Regions from separate parts of the Bombyx mori genome. Here region 2 is linked to region 1. The links are chromatin contacts, called in public Hi-C maps. All regions are on one chromosome and are shown on one strand. The core of a region is the stretch at or near the end of the contact, and the rest is flanking DNA. Distances in the headings are between cores, read along the strand shown. Region 1 holds the start of LOC101747227 (cystinosin homolog). Region 2 overlaps LOC101747227 (cystinosin homolog).

Region 1 (6,630 bases), core at 973-3,472:
TCTAGCAGGGTTTCAGATAGGTCACCCTTTAAGAATTTTAGTGGTCTTGTTCCAACAACCGTTGCATCAGGATTCCGAGGGGGAGTTCTACTCTCCAAGCACGTCCTTTTTTATCCTCCTGCCTCACTTGAATTCTCTCTCTTCCGAAACTTTGATTCAAATTATTAATTGACAAAATGTTTTAATCTAATTATTTGATTAAAACCGTGCTACAATTATCCACTCTTCTTGTCAGTAAGATATGTACAGTGGAGTGTGGGGACCATGACGAGATACTAAGGCTGCATAACATGTTGCATTCCACAAGATTCAATGCCTTATCCAATATTTTTAAGTTTTCCTATAATCCTACACAATTTACCAAATTTGCCTAATTACTGGTGTTAGTGCCCATATTGTTACCTCACAGAGTAATCTCACAAGTTCGATAGCTACATCAAATCTATTTTTGCTATGAAACAATCATTCCTTGCTGTTTCAATGGTATGACAGAAATACAATTTCATGTCTCTAGCTGGGTTGTGAGATTCATGTTGTAATAATAACTGTATAACTTACTTACTTACTTACTTAGCAGTAAGCAGCAGCTTGGCTCTGTCCCTGGCATTGTTGACGTCCATGAGCGATGGTAACCACTTACCGTCAGGTGGACCGTAGGCCCGCACAAGCAATAATAATAAAAAATTGCTGGACATTAGATGATTTAAGGCTGATGTTAACCAGTCTGAAGTAAAAGATGTTTTTAAGCTAATAATTTGTGTAACCTAAAACTGTCAATTCGAAAATAGGGGATATTTTATTTATTCAAATTGATTGAAAAAATTAGTGATTTATGTATTTGTGAATTAAAAGATCTACACATACTATGCTCAGTTATACATTGAAACATGAGGTAGAATTTTCAATAGATAGTGTCACAATATATGGTAAGCTACTTACTTTCCATTGGTAACCACAGAAACCTAACAACTCACAAGATGTCATTAGAAAGATGTCTATGCCGAATTCAAATGGTACAAACAACCAAAAAACTGTCAATATGAAATTTTAAAATACTTTACTTTCATTCAGTAGTTTTGTTGTGTGTTAAGTACTTCTGTAGTAGTAACTATTTACAACTAAAAACTATTACACTAATTCAATTTAATTCTCATTGAACATTCATGTAGTCGTATTGCAGCAGAATTAGACAGAACAGCATTACCCACTACATTACCTACATTACATGGATACTCACAAAACATGACAACTAAATGCTGCTACCCATTATTTGCACCTGGAAGAGGTGATGATGGTGGAAAGAATTATGGTGATGGTATAGGCTGATACCACAAATTAATATTGTTTTACATAGGTCTTGTTTTATATTAAATTAGTGATTTTAGTTCTCTTTTTGACTTGAACTGCCTACTTGGCAGAGGAGAAGCCTACTTAACTGTTTGTTGTTTTTGGATTGCTGAGATGTGTGTGTACAAGCTCACAGCCCACCTGGTATTAAGTGGCTACTGGAGCCCATAGACATATACAATGTTAATGCAGTATAGTTACAACGGCTGCCCCACCCTTCAAACCGATACGCATTACTGCTTCACGGCAGAAATAGGCAGGGCGGTGGTACCTACCCGTGTGGACGCACAAAGTCTTACCACCAGTAGTTACGCAAATTATAAATTAGCAGGTTTCATTTTTATTACACGACGTTATTCCTTCACCGTGGAAATCAATCGTGAACAATTGTTAAGTACGTATTTCATTAGAAAAATTGATACCCGCCAGCGGTATTCGAACACCGGTGCATCGCTAGGATACGAATGCTCCAGACGTCTTATTCTTTAGGCCTCGACGACTTCAACTGTACTACTTTCTAAATAGCAAGATATAAGTGAGAAGAATGAAATTGTAATATAATATTTTTCAAACTGTTTAATTTATTACCTTGATGGAAATGTTGCGAAATAGGAGACACCGTTCATGGCCTAGCCATGACAATATATCATGCTGGTGCACTTTGAAGTTTATTTCTCATTATCATGAACTCATATTTTTCTCACATTCTATAATTGTAATACACAATTTGATTTGTACGACATTTTTTATGTTTGTTTTGTTTTATTTCATTCGATTATATATTTATTTCCATTAATTTAAACTAATATCGTTTACGCATGTCAATTATTTTTAATGTGACATTGACACTTGACAGTAAATGTTTGACAGTTGAGGTTTAAGAGTCAAATTCCATAAGGGTTTTTCCATTTAATTTCTTCAATATTTATTTATACATGCTTTAAACGCGCCTTCTTAATGTTGTACTTGATGTAGACACTAGAAATAAAATAGATGGTGTTACGGTCGGTCTGCGAAATGTATTCAACCCCAGACAATTTTCCATATATAAAATATATAGTGTATGTTCCCACCTGTCAAATACATAGAAGAATCAAACTAACAAAATAAAAACAAATGCAGCCCAACTTGGAGAGTAATTACCGACACTCATAGACATAAGCTATACCAGAAACACTTCCAAGCTTCTACCTATCGCCAAAGATAATATGTAATAATTTTCTAAACATTTCATATCAGAACACATTCAACTGTTTCAGGAATTAATAAAACTGTTGAGAATTACTGTTTATTGAGGTAGTTAAATCGTAATTATATTACCTTCTGTATTATTTTCATTTCAAATTACCTTAATGTATATTTATTTATTACTTAACAAAATTAAGATCTTATTCCTTATTAAACAATCAGATCATACTAAATTAAGATCTTGGTCTCTTTACTGCTTTCTTTTCCCTATTCAGTTTATATGCAGTTGCCATTTTCTGTATATTCTCTTTATGTATTGTATCATGGTTGACTATTCGTTTAGGATAGTGTTCTCCTATAATACATCCTGCATTTCTTTGAATTGACTGAGGTGCTTTCCATGGTTCATATTTTTATGGTTATATTTCTTCATTCTCGTGGATACTTCTTTAATTCAGGTACATACTTCTTAATGTAAACTCCCTCTTTATCAGTTTTCTGACCAAATGCCACTGGACTATAAACTCTGAAATATTTGTAAAAGAATGCAGAAGCTGACAACCACATCCAATTACCAGCATTCAATGACCAGTCATAATCAAGTAGATAATCTTCAAATATTTTAGCTCCTTCTTCCCATGATATCCAGAGATCACCTCGGGTTAAGAAGCAAGCCACCATGTGTCTAGCTAAATGATGGATCCAACCTTCTTGTTTCAGTTGCCTCATGATTGCATCAACAAATGGGTAACCAGTTTTACCTTCTGCCCAGGCTTTTAAGAAGGCGTCATTTTTTGTCCAAGGTATTTGAATGCAAATAGCATTACCAACCATTTTGTCAAAATTGGCTACACCAGTTCCTGCTGTATAATAAAATTCTCGCCACATTAATTGTCCCATCAGAGATACTGGTGGCAAGGTGTGTTGTCTACCATTTTCCACCTCTTTGAGTTTATAATAAAATAGTTTTGCTGATAAGCAACCATGACTAATATATGGACTGAGTACTGTTGTGCTTGGTTCAATACTATTTGGAGATGAATTTGGTTTTTCAAATTTACAAACCCATTCTTTTTTAGACATGTATAAATTCAAACGTTTAAGAGCTTCTGTTTCACCACCATGATATTTCACAGGTGCTAATGTTTCTTCATCAATTTGTAATTCCTTCAAATTGGGTATACTATAGTTTTCGGATTGTATATCAATTGGCTTGCAGTGGCTTGATAAGACATTAGATATTTCTATTGGTTCCTTTACATTAATGCTCTTTACTAATGAAAGAAACTTTTGATACGTGAGTGGTACAGCTCCATTGTTCTCTCTCAAAACTTTATGTACATCATAAACTGTATGCTGTACTCTCTTGTTAATGAATACACCTTTCTTCTCAGCAATGTCTTCAATGTATTCATCCTGCTGTACAAACTCAGGATCTATATCCACTTGACATGTTAAATATTTTACTTGCCAGTCATCAAATAACTTAGGCAATAGATCCACAGCTTTTCCTCTCAAAACATACAGACAAGTGTTTAATTTCTTTAAATTGTTATCTAAATCTTCTAAGCTTTGTAACAAAAACCGCAATCTATTTATGCCTACTTTATCTTTAATGTTTGGATCTAAAAAATAAATTGGTCTGAGCAAATGTTTTCTGTTTTCTGCCTGAAAGTTGAAAATAAATATTTATTACTGATGTTCTACTTAACGTACTGTCAGTAGTTCAGTACTACAATAACGCGAAATTGGAAAAATTGAAGTAAATTTCTACTTATTTAAACGTTAGTACTTCATGAAATATTGCTTAAAGAATAAGACCATCATGAAGGAAAATATAATATTTGAAACTGAAATTAACTTACTTCATTTATAGCATTGCGAAGGGCAAGGTTATCATGAATACGTAAATCTAAGCGAAACCAATGAATAACCGTTGGGGTTTTGGACATTTTACTCTTTTAAAGAGTGAAGTATTATTAATTTTGCAGAAACAAATGAAAGGTTCTTGTTTTGTAGGTAACTATTTCAGATCTTGCTGTGTAGTGTGTAGTGTGTACTATAAATAATGATGTAGGTAATTACGTAGTTACGTAATATGAGTATTCTGTTTACATGAAGGGTTTAAATGGAATTTTGTTTATATGTATGTACCAATCAAGGGTCATTGATAATACAAATTCTATTTTTTATTAAATGCATGAGGTACCTACTACATAAAGGTAAGTAGGTACCTAAGTACATACGGTATGTACATGTACATATATCTTGGATTTATTTTATTTTAGGTTAAGTAGGTAGGTAGGTACCTACGTAGTACGCACCTACATATTTGTTTTTGTTTTTGATGTATTATCTATGGTCTGTCTTTTCTTCCTTCTTATTTTGAAGGATGGCAATTGACTTCTGGCGAAGGCATTGCCATCGTTGCCAATACCGAGTTTTTATAAATCTCCATTAATTGTTCAAAACCGACACACATGACAAAGTGCATGAAGTGAAATGAGATGAACTTAATTTATTTGCATATATAATTAGATGAAATGAATTGAAATGAAACAAGACGAGACGATATGAAAGCCCAGTAGAATAGTGGATATTGATTGACGTCCAGCGACTTTGTTTTATTTTTCCAGGCTAGTGCACTAAGGTTCCCACACACATTTCATAAGCTACCATTATTATGTCAGCCACTCACATGCGCGCGAATATTTGTACATTGTACGAATTGTGTACGCGCGCATGTGAAGGGCCGTCAGACATTCATTCGCAAACTTAGCGGCTGTGCAAATAGGTTCGGTACTCAATTAGCGAACCCGTTTGCGCTTCCTCCTACACTTGTTTACGAATGTCTCACGACTTTCTCCTCCTTTTTAATTCGTCAATAGAATATTGAAGAGAAAGTGTTTTAAATTCTTTCCCAGACATCATTAACAGCCATGCTATTTTGATGGGATTTCTTTTGATGAAGATACGCTACACAGTAGACGTCACGATCTATGTAAATGGCGAAACGTCCGTTGCCTTCGCAATCGTGGGCGCAACTGGTCACACGAATGTGTGAGAGACTACGCGAAGGATCGCGGTTCGCGCGCTTTGATGTCTGTTAAAAAACCGACACGGCTTGGAAAACCGCGAATTCAGCAAAAACTTTGCATAATCATTTGCAAATGTCGTCTTACACGTCTTGTGGGTTTGCGTATTCGTGCGAATGTGAGTAACCGGTATTACGCTTAAACCCAAAGAACCACTAAATTAACAAAATAATACAAATCTAATACAAAAATAATACAATCATAAAACTTCGTTCGAATTGATGGCTTAAAGAGACTTTTTGGCGGGAACGCACGGAGTGAAGTTATGTGATTTGTTTTATTTTGTCTATTTAGTGTTTCTTCGGGTTTAAATGTGTAATAACGGTGGTTTATTAACTGTTTAATATCTGTGAAAATGCACAAATGTGGGAAAATGAAACAAAGCCGCTGGACGTAACTTCTCGGGATTCTCCAAAAAGTCTACTGAGAAAATCTCAGTACTAAATAACCACCATTTTACTGAGATTATATTTCATCCCATATCATTTCATTTAAGTTCATCCCAGTTGATTAACGTCTCAAATTAATCATCTTCATTTCATTTCATATTATTATTTTTCATAAAAATAAGAACATAAATTAAAATAAGACATGACTCAAAGGTCTTAGTTACCAGGTCATAAAATTCCTTAAAATAATGGCCTAAAGAGCTTGTTACCACACTATAAAATCGTTAAAAAAATCATGAAATGAAAACAAAACAACAAAATATCCAAATATTTGGAAGTGTAAAGAAGTGTAATTTAAATAAAAATAATAATGAGAGTATTTTCAATGACATAAACATAACTGACATAAACATTCAAATTCCAAATACTTTAGTGTCAGGATGTCTCTAACTTTCAACTAAATATAAATATTGGACCCTAGCTACCCAATTTGAATATTTAACCATAATTTAAATTACATAAATAGGTTTGCGAAAACATATCCCATTGTAATATTTTTTAACTAAACCAAGCACTTTTATTTCGGTTATGTGTTTTAATCGGTCTAGAAA
Region 2 (6,854 bases), core at 990-3,489, 41 kb before region 1:
GCTAAGGTTACGCTGAAATAGCCTCTCAAGGCTATCAGCTTAGGTAGGAAAAAAAATTCAAAGAATCAATATCTAGGATCGGTTGTTTTGTTTATGTCTTTCTTCGGGCGTCACCGACCAACCATGGAAACTGCGAGGGCGCACGTTGCACGACGGTTTTTATTATCGAACATGCAGTAAGTTCCCATATCAGGGACTCTGCTCATAATATATTATGTACCAACGCAGTAAACTGCTGAAAATTTGACGGAACCTTCATTCTCTTCTAAGACGCGTTTTAGATTACGGATAAATTGAGGCGTTCAAATGTACTCGAACTTAGGACTAATTTACTCCTTATCCATTAGAGAATCTTACAATAGAAATAAATTTTATTTTAAGCCGCTAAGGAAAACAAACCAAAAGTAAAAGGATTTTACTTATTAATACTGCTTCATAAGGAAACTTACAGCCAAAACCTACAGCAAGGTCAATGGGGTTAAATACACGTTTTGTGGTAAGCATTTGTACGTGGGCGATGGAAACCAGTCGCCAGTCTGCCATCAAAGGAAATAAAAGTCACACAAAATATACACATTATCTTGGCTAATTCTCTCAAGTTTAGGTTTTTACATAGTTGATGAAATATTTTTCCGGCCCATTTGCTGTCAAAAAATCCAACCTAAGGTAGGATTCGATTGACGAGAATGTATCGCAGCAAAAATAGACAGCGACATACTATCCGCTAAATAACAAGTGGACCATGAGACAGTTTGACAATCTAAAACAATGAGCATTGAAATTCTTAACAGGAATTATCGAGGCGAATTGAAAATTAGGATGAAAGTACTTCTACTACAGAAAAAGCAGTAAGGGTCGCACTAACAATTACCCATCAAAACGATTTTTTTTTTCATAAATCTAGTTTGATGAAGACTGTGGCATCCGTAAGCCCGATTTCAAATGAAACTAAACCAAGTTTCACCGGATAAACTAGCTGAACCAACACAGTTTGTAGTAGAATCCAGAACGAATACCACAATACGGAACAAACCTTGAAAAGACCCAGTAACATGCTGCACTTCAATGATTTATTACGACTTGTTCACACTCCAGTAGATGTTAGGATGCAAAAACATATTTCCCAAATGCCGGACGTACTTTTTGCGACATCTCATTTTTGGGTTTGCGTTTGGATTTTATCAACGCAAAATGTTTGCATCAGTTCCAACAGTACTATCAAAAATGACAGGGGCGATTATGCTAAGTCACACTATAACAAAAATATTGTTCGTTTCTATCTTATTATTTATTCGTTGGTTTCTATCTAAGAATTTTTGACAGGAAAGAATAATAAATACCCATAATAAACCCAATCTTGCCTTCTATGCCAATACTGCCACACTTCTCAAAAACAACGGAGCTTGTTGGCAGAGAATAGGTTGTGTGTGCGTATTCAATTTATATACCAATGCATCTACCATAACTTTCTTTACAATACCTTTCTGACTGTTAGAAAATGCCTTAGACATTAAGTCCGCTAATGTGTATATAAATACATAAGGTTATAAATGAATACAAACCATCGTTTTTACAAAGTGATATAAGTTTTTTGTGCACACTTTATATATTACATTGGTTTATTCCCGAAAGAGACAATCATATATCAAAATAAAAATTTTATTTGTACTTGTATGCCAGGGAAAAGTGTGGACTAGGCATTATATACAATTAAACAAAGCCAGTTTAGAAACCAGTCGTGTCCGAGCGTTCAATGCAAAAAGCCATCTGTCATTACACGTCGCGCCACTGAGATCCGAGGCACGAGGTCATTGACAGGGATGCAATTAGGATGTTTACAACAGTCAATGATTGGTTTCGCGTTACTTTTTCTTTTCACTGGAAATTCGGTAATACCTAGCTCGAATACTTCACGAAACACGATTTCTTTTAGCGGCATCCGATTCAGTTTAAAAGTATCGGGTTTCGAATAAGCGATAAATGCTTTCTCATGTACAGAACAAAGTATAGCACAGTTTTTATTGAGAATACATTGCAACTGGTCATAATCTTTAGCATGTGCCAGTACTAATAAACTAAAGTGGTTGAGTTTTTGTTACATCAAGGAAAATCCGGTCTTAAAATCTTCATATGTACATTATATACGTATGTAAGTGAACTTTAAATTCCGTAACACCACTTCAATTTACATCTACGATAGTCATTGACGGTGTTGTTTTGCTTATTAGAACCTGTTTTATCTTATCTTTTAGATGTGAATCGGGAGACAGAGATGTAAGATTCTTATTCACTTAAAGCCAAGGAAGTCATCTTCTCTGAAACCATGTTGTTAAGTTATGCCTTACACCTTACTTCTTTATCATTACCCCTTTATGGAATACCTGCCTTTACAGTTACTTTAAACAAATAAAAAATTGTCATCAAACCGATTGAGCTTTTTTACTTTAATAGTGACTAACATGTCTTGGACTTCGCCAGTGCCGCCCGTATCTATGCCAATGTAAATAAATTTTAAGTCAAACGCACGAGATCGGATGTGCTGTTTGCAAAAATCACCTTAATACGAATTCGATCGTTGTCACAGTATACATAGTCTACGCTATACTATATAACGAATCTACAAATTGACATGTAGTGTATGAACAAGAGAGTCACACCAAACTCTTCTCTTCTTTTTTTCAACCTTATCCCACTAGGCGGGGTCAGCACAGCATTTTTTTGTCTGCCATTATCTTCTATCAGCCGTCATCTCAACACTCATTCCTCTGTCTCCCATATCGTCATTCACACCCCATCCATGTCTTCTTCGGTCGACCTCTTCCGCCTCTACCTTGCACTACCATTTCCATACATCTCCTTGTCACATGCATCTTTTCTCTGCGCATCACATGTCCATACCACGCTAGCCGTCACACCAAACTATTTATCCTGAAAAAATGTGACGCGTTTACATTCTTTCTAAGAATGAAATCGCGTAGCACATCAACTCTAATAATCAAATTTATCCAACTACCTTAGAAACCATTTTGAATTTAATGATAAATAATTAATATATTAATCGATAATTATGCATTTGATGTTAAAAATCTATAAAACATTGTAAAATGATTTTTACTAATGTTTATCTACTATTGTTTATCAAGCCGCAAAAGTGATTACCGAAAACCTCTGAATCCAGAACTGATTTTAAGTACTTAATGCAATCAACGTACTTTAAATGGCAACGGAATGTTAACGATCAACCTACACAAGAGCCACAAGGCAATGTCAAAAGCAATTTACCTTTCGTACGGTAATTTTGTGCGAGCGCGCTATTCAAGTGACATTTTCGATAAAAAGCCTCGATAAAACTATTTACGATAAATCTATTATTAACATCCAATTATAATAATATATAACCTGCAAAATACTCGATTCGAGAAAAGAGCTAAGTAAGTAGAATTTATTGAATAACTAGTTGACCCGGCAAACTTCGTAGTGCCTCAATCGAGAAATAAAAGATCTAAGCTTTTGTATAAAATAAACTTAAAACAAACAAAAGGAATCCGTCCGACGGGGGGACATCAAAGGGAAAACAAAATTGCTATTTTTATTTAATTCCGAGCATTTTCATATTTAATTACCTTTTAAACCTTCTCTGGACTTCCACGAATAATTCAAGACCAAAATTAGCTAAATCGGTCCAGCCGTTTTCGAGTTTTAGCGAGACTAACGAACAGCAATTCATTTTTATATATATAAATAAATAATAAATAATAAATATTTACTAACAATCACGCCACGTTAACTGGTCCCGTGGTAAGCTCGTATAGAACTTGTGTTACAGGTACCAGATAACGGAAATAAATGTAATATTTTTATTATACACATACACATATTTAATATACATCCATAACCCTGAAAAAGACATTTTATATTTATCATACAAATATCTTCCCTTGGCGGGATTCGAACCCGCAACCCCCTTGTGTAGTGACCATGTCACTTACCACTACACCAGACGGCCGTTAAAATATAGATTTGTTATGGAAATAGTTATTGTAATGAAACTTAAAACACCTTATTCATAACAAATCGAATGATTGCACAAGTAGAAAAGGTAATGTTAACGTCTTTGCCTTGTCTGTGTGTCGTGTATAATCTATATTAAGCTAACTACTCTGTAATTTTAAGGACTTTTTGGCGGGAACGCGAGGAGTAAAGTTGTGTGATTTGTTTTATTTTGTCTATTTAGTGTTTCTTCAGGTTTAAATGTGTAATAACGGTGGTTTATTAACTGTTTAATATCTGTGAAAGTGCACAAATGTGGGAAAATGAAACAAAGCTGCTGGACGTAACTTCTCGGGTTCCTCCAAAAAGTCCACTGAAAAAATCTCAGTAAATGACCACCATTTTACTGCGATTATATTTCATCCCATATCATCTCATTTCATTAAATTTCATCCCAGTTGATTAATGTCTCAAATTAATCATCTTCATTTCATTTCACTCCATATTATCATTTTTCATAAAATTAAGAATATAAAGTAAAATAAGACATGACTTAAAGGTCTTAGTTACCAGGTCATAAAATCTCTTAAAAAATCTGTAATTTTAACAGTCTGTCTCTTAAAAATTTTACGAGGGAAAAATCCCCGCTTCTTTACCTACTTCATTTAATTTAACTAACTTTCTTGTTTCTTTACTTCCTTCGATCATCAATAGTAACTATTGTTGATCGAACTTTACTTCATTAATTTAATAAAATACACAACCAAACATCTCTAAACAAACTACTGTACAAGTATAAAATAGTCTAAGAAACACAACGGGATTTCATTGTATCATCAGATACAGGTATACTTAAAAAATCTAGATACCGGAAACGTAATGTTTTTTTATCCGTTTACCCACATAAGTATTCAATATCTAAAATGTAAAATAAGCCACAATAATCTAAACTGAAACACGTGGTATGGATGTCAGATTTGCCAACCGTTATTCAGTAGATAACCGGGGCGATAGCCGGTCGAATAGAAAACAATTGACTGGCACCATTAATAAAAACTATAAAAGCAGATAAAGCGTTAATTTACATAGACTGTAATCCCCTCTTACTTTTTAGCTTACGTTGCTAGGTAATCAAGTTACTTAAGCACAATCCAGGCAGTCTTGAACACTAAGCTCACTTCACTTATTACCATAATACGAGTTTTTCTCATTCCTATGATAGAAAAGTATTAAAATATTGAAATGCAAAGCGAAAACCTGAATTTTCGACACGAGCATAATACTAACACCTCTCATATCACAGACCCTTGTAATTGGAGTAATTACTATCAGAACCTGTTATTTCGAAATGTCAACCTTTTATATTTTATTGTAATAACATTATTTCCTGTATCGATATTTATTTAAAATTTTCCGTATCAGATAACATCTACTATCATGATTCGGTATAATCTAAGTTTGATGCAAATCCATTACCGGTAAAGCGGTTTATTGTTTTATTTACACCTACGTATGTTAACAAGAAACATGTTATGTTACAAAAAACGTGTCCTAAATCCAGCAAATAATCGGAATGACTTCTCCCAGGAAAAAAAAAATTGCTTCCGAATTTAAAAACCCCTACATCAAGTCACATTTTTTTAATACAGTTCTATTGGACATGAATTATCTCATTAGACAACAATAATAGAAATCGTACGTAGTCTAAAAATATACAAATAAAAAAAAATGTGAAAATACGTACCGGCCAATAATCACTAAAAATTAATTAAAAAAACCTAAATCGACTTGAACCATTCCTCGATCCATTTCAAACTAAGCAGCGTAATCTCTATTGTACAATATTTATAATCTATATTATATTGATAATCTACATTATACTTATAATCTACATTATATTATAATCTATATTATAAAATACACTATTGTGGTGACGCTATTACTGATAATTCCAATTATATTAGCGTTTCATGACCGTGATTTATCAAAAGATTTGCATTAGCTGCGTGCAACGAAGATTATCACAAAACGTTTACGATTACGAACATTGATTATTTTAATAACAATTGTTAGTCATTATTCCCAATAGTAAATACATCGATTGATTTATATTTATTTTGGATAGAAAGATGACTTTGTTTTTAGCAAAGACCATTTTTATTGCAAAAATATTACAGATAAAAGTTGATAAATGTTCTCGCCGAATCGGTGCTCTAGTGAAGCAATATGGAGGGATATTTTGTGAAACATAATAAAGAACGGATATACCCCATACACTTCTCATTAGAAACAAATTAACCATCTAAGGTAAACAGTTTTAGAACCTCATAGACTAGCCTAAGTGCATTGTCAGAAATTGCAGTGGACGAGTGGTATACAATAATTTTACAGCAAAACTGCATTGAAATAAACGATGATAAAATAACATGCTTAATAAAGTACACTAAAAGAGCATTGCGTACTTTTCTTGTGTATATGGGCCGTTCTAAACAGAATAGCGCTTTTTTTTTATGAGTGATTATTGGTGTCCCTGAGGTCTGAGGAAATACGTTATAATCAAATCTGATAAAGGTTTGTTTCATATTAATAAAACTAACAACAAACATGAGTCGATTGTCTGAACTTGAATATCATATGGACATACATAAACGTATATAACACATTTACCAAAAATCTGATTAGAAAAATAGTTTTAATTTTAAAATATCGGTAACTCAGTCTTAGAAGCTATCTCGAATGCGTTCCCACTCTTCAAGAAGTCTTACGATAAAGCGCGAGATGATAAAATAAATATGCATGTGCTTACGTCAACGATACAGAAAAAAATCACGATTAAAATTTGTTATTGTTACACGAACATTTAT

Evidence for each region. A called contact is a pair of places that touch in the nucleus more often than the background predicts.
Region 2: a contact with region 1 is called in a Hi-C map of posterior silk gland, with 1.9 times the contacts expected there. The contact joins the enhancer-like site here to the promoter of LOC101747227 in region 1. A contact is called at or near these places in 2 of 7 Hi-C or Micro-C datasets (posterior silk gland and whole pupa).

What each region holds. Positions count from the first base shown.
Region 1 is chr22:4,039,984-4,046,613 of ASM3026992v2, reverse strand. LOC101747227 (cystinosin homolog) reads right to left here and starts at 2,222. Exons shown (of 10, transcript XM_012695321.4): 1 at 1,936-2,222. LOC101735529 (cryptochrome-1) reads right to left here and starts at 4,886. Exons shown (of 2, transcript XM_038018902.2): 1 at 4,401-4,886; 2 at 2,622-4,203. The coding sequence starts at 4,487. The coding sequence ends at 2,965. It overlaps LOC101735668 (spermatogenesis-associated protein 6), which reads left to right and starts at 6,431. Exons shown (of 7, transcript XM_021351790.3): 1 at 6,431-6,630.
Region 2 is chr22:4,080,411-4,087,264 of ASM3026992v2, reverse strand. The region is part of intron 2 of LOC101747227 (cystinosin homolog); the gene reads right to left. Among protein-coding and RNA genes, the nearest start is that of LOC101747227, 39 kb to the right of the region's middle. Within about 2 kb of position 2,239, at least 4 of the 8 cell types and tissues checked have open chromatin away from gene starts, as enhancers often do.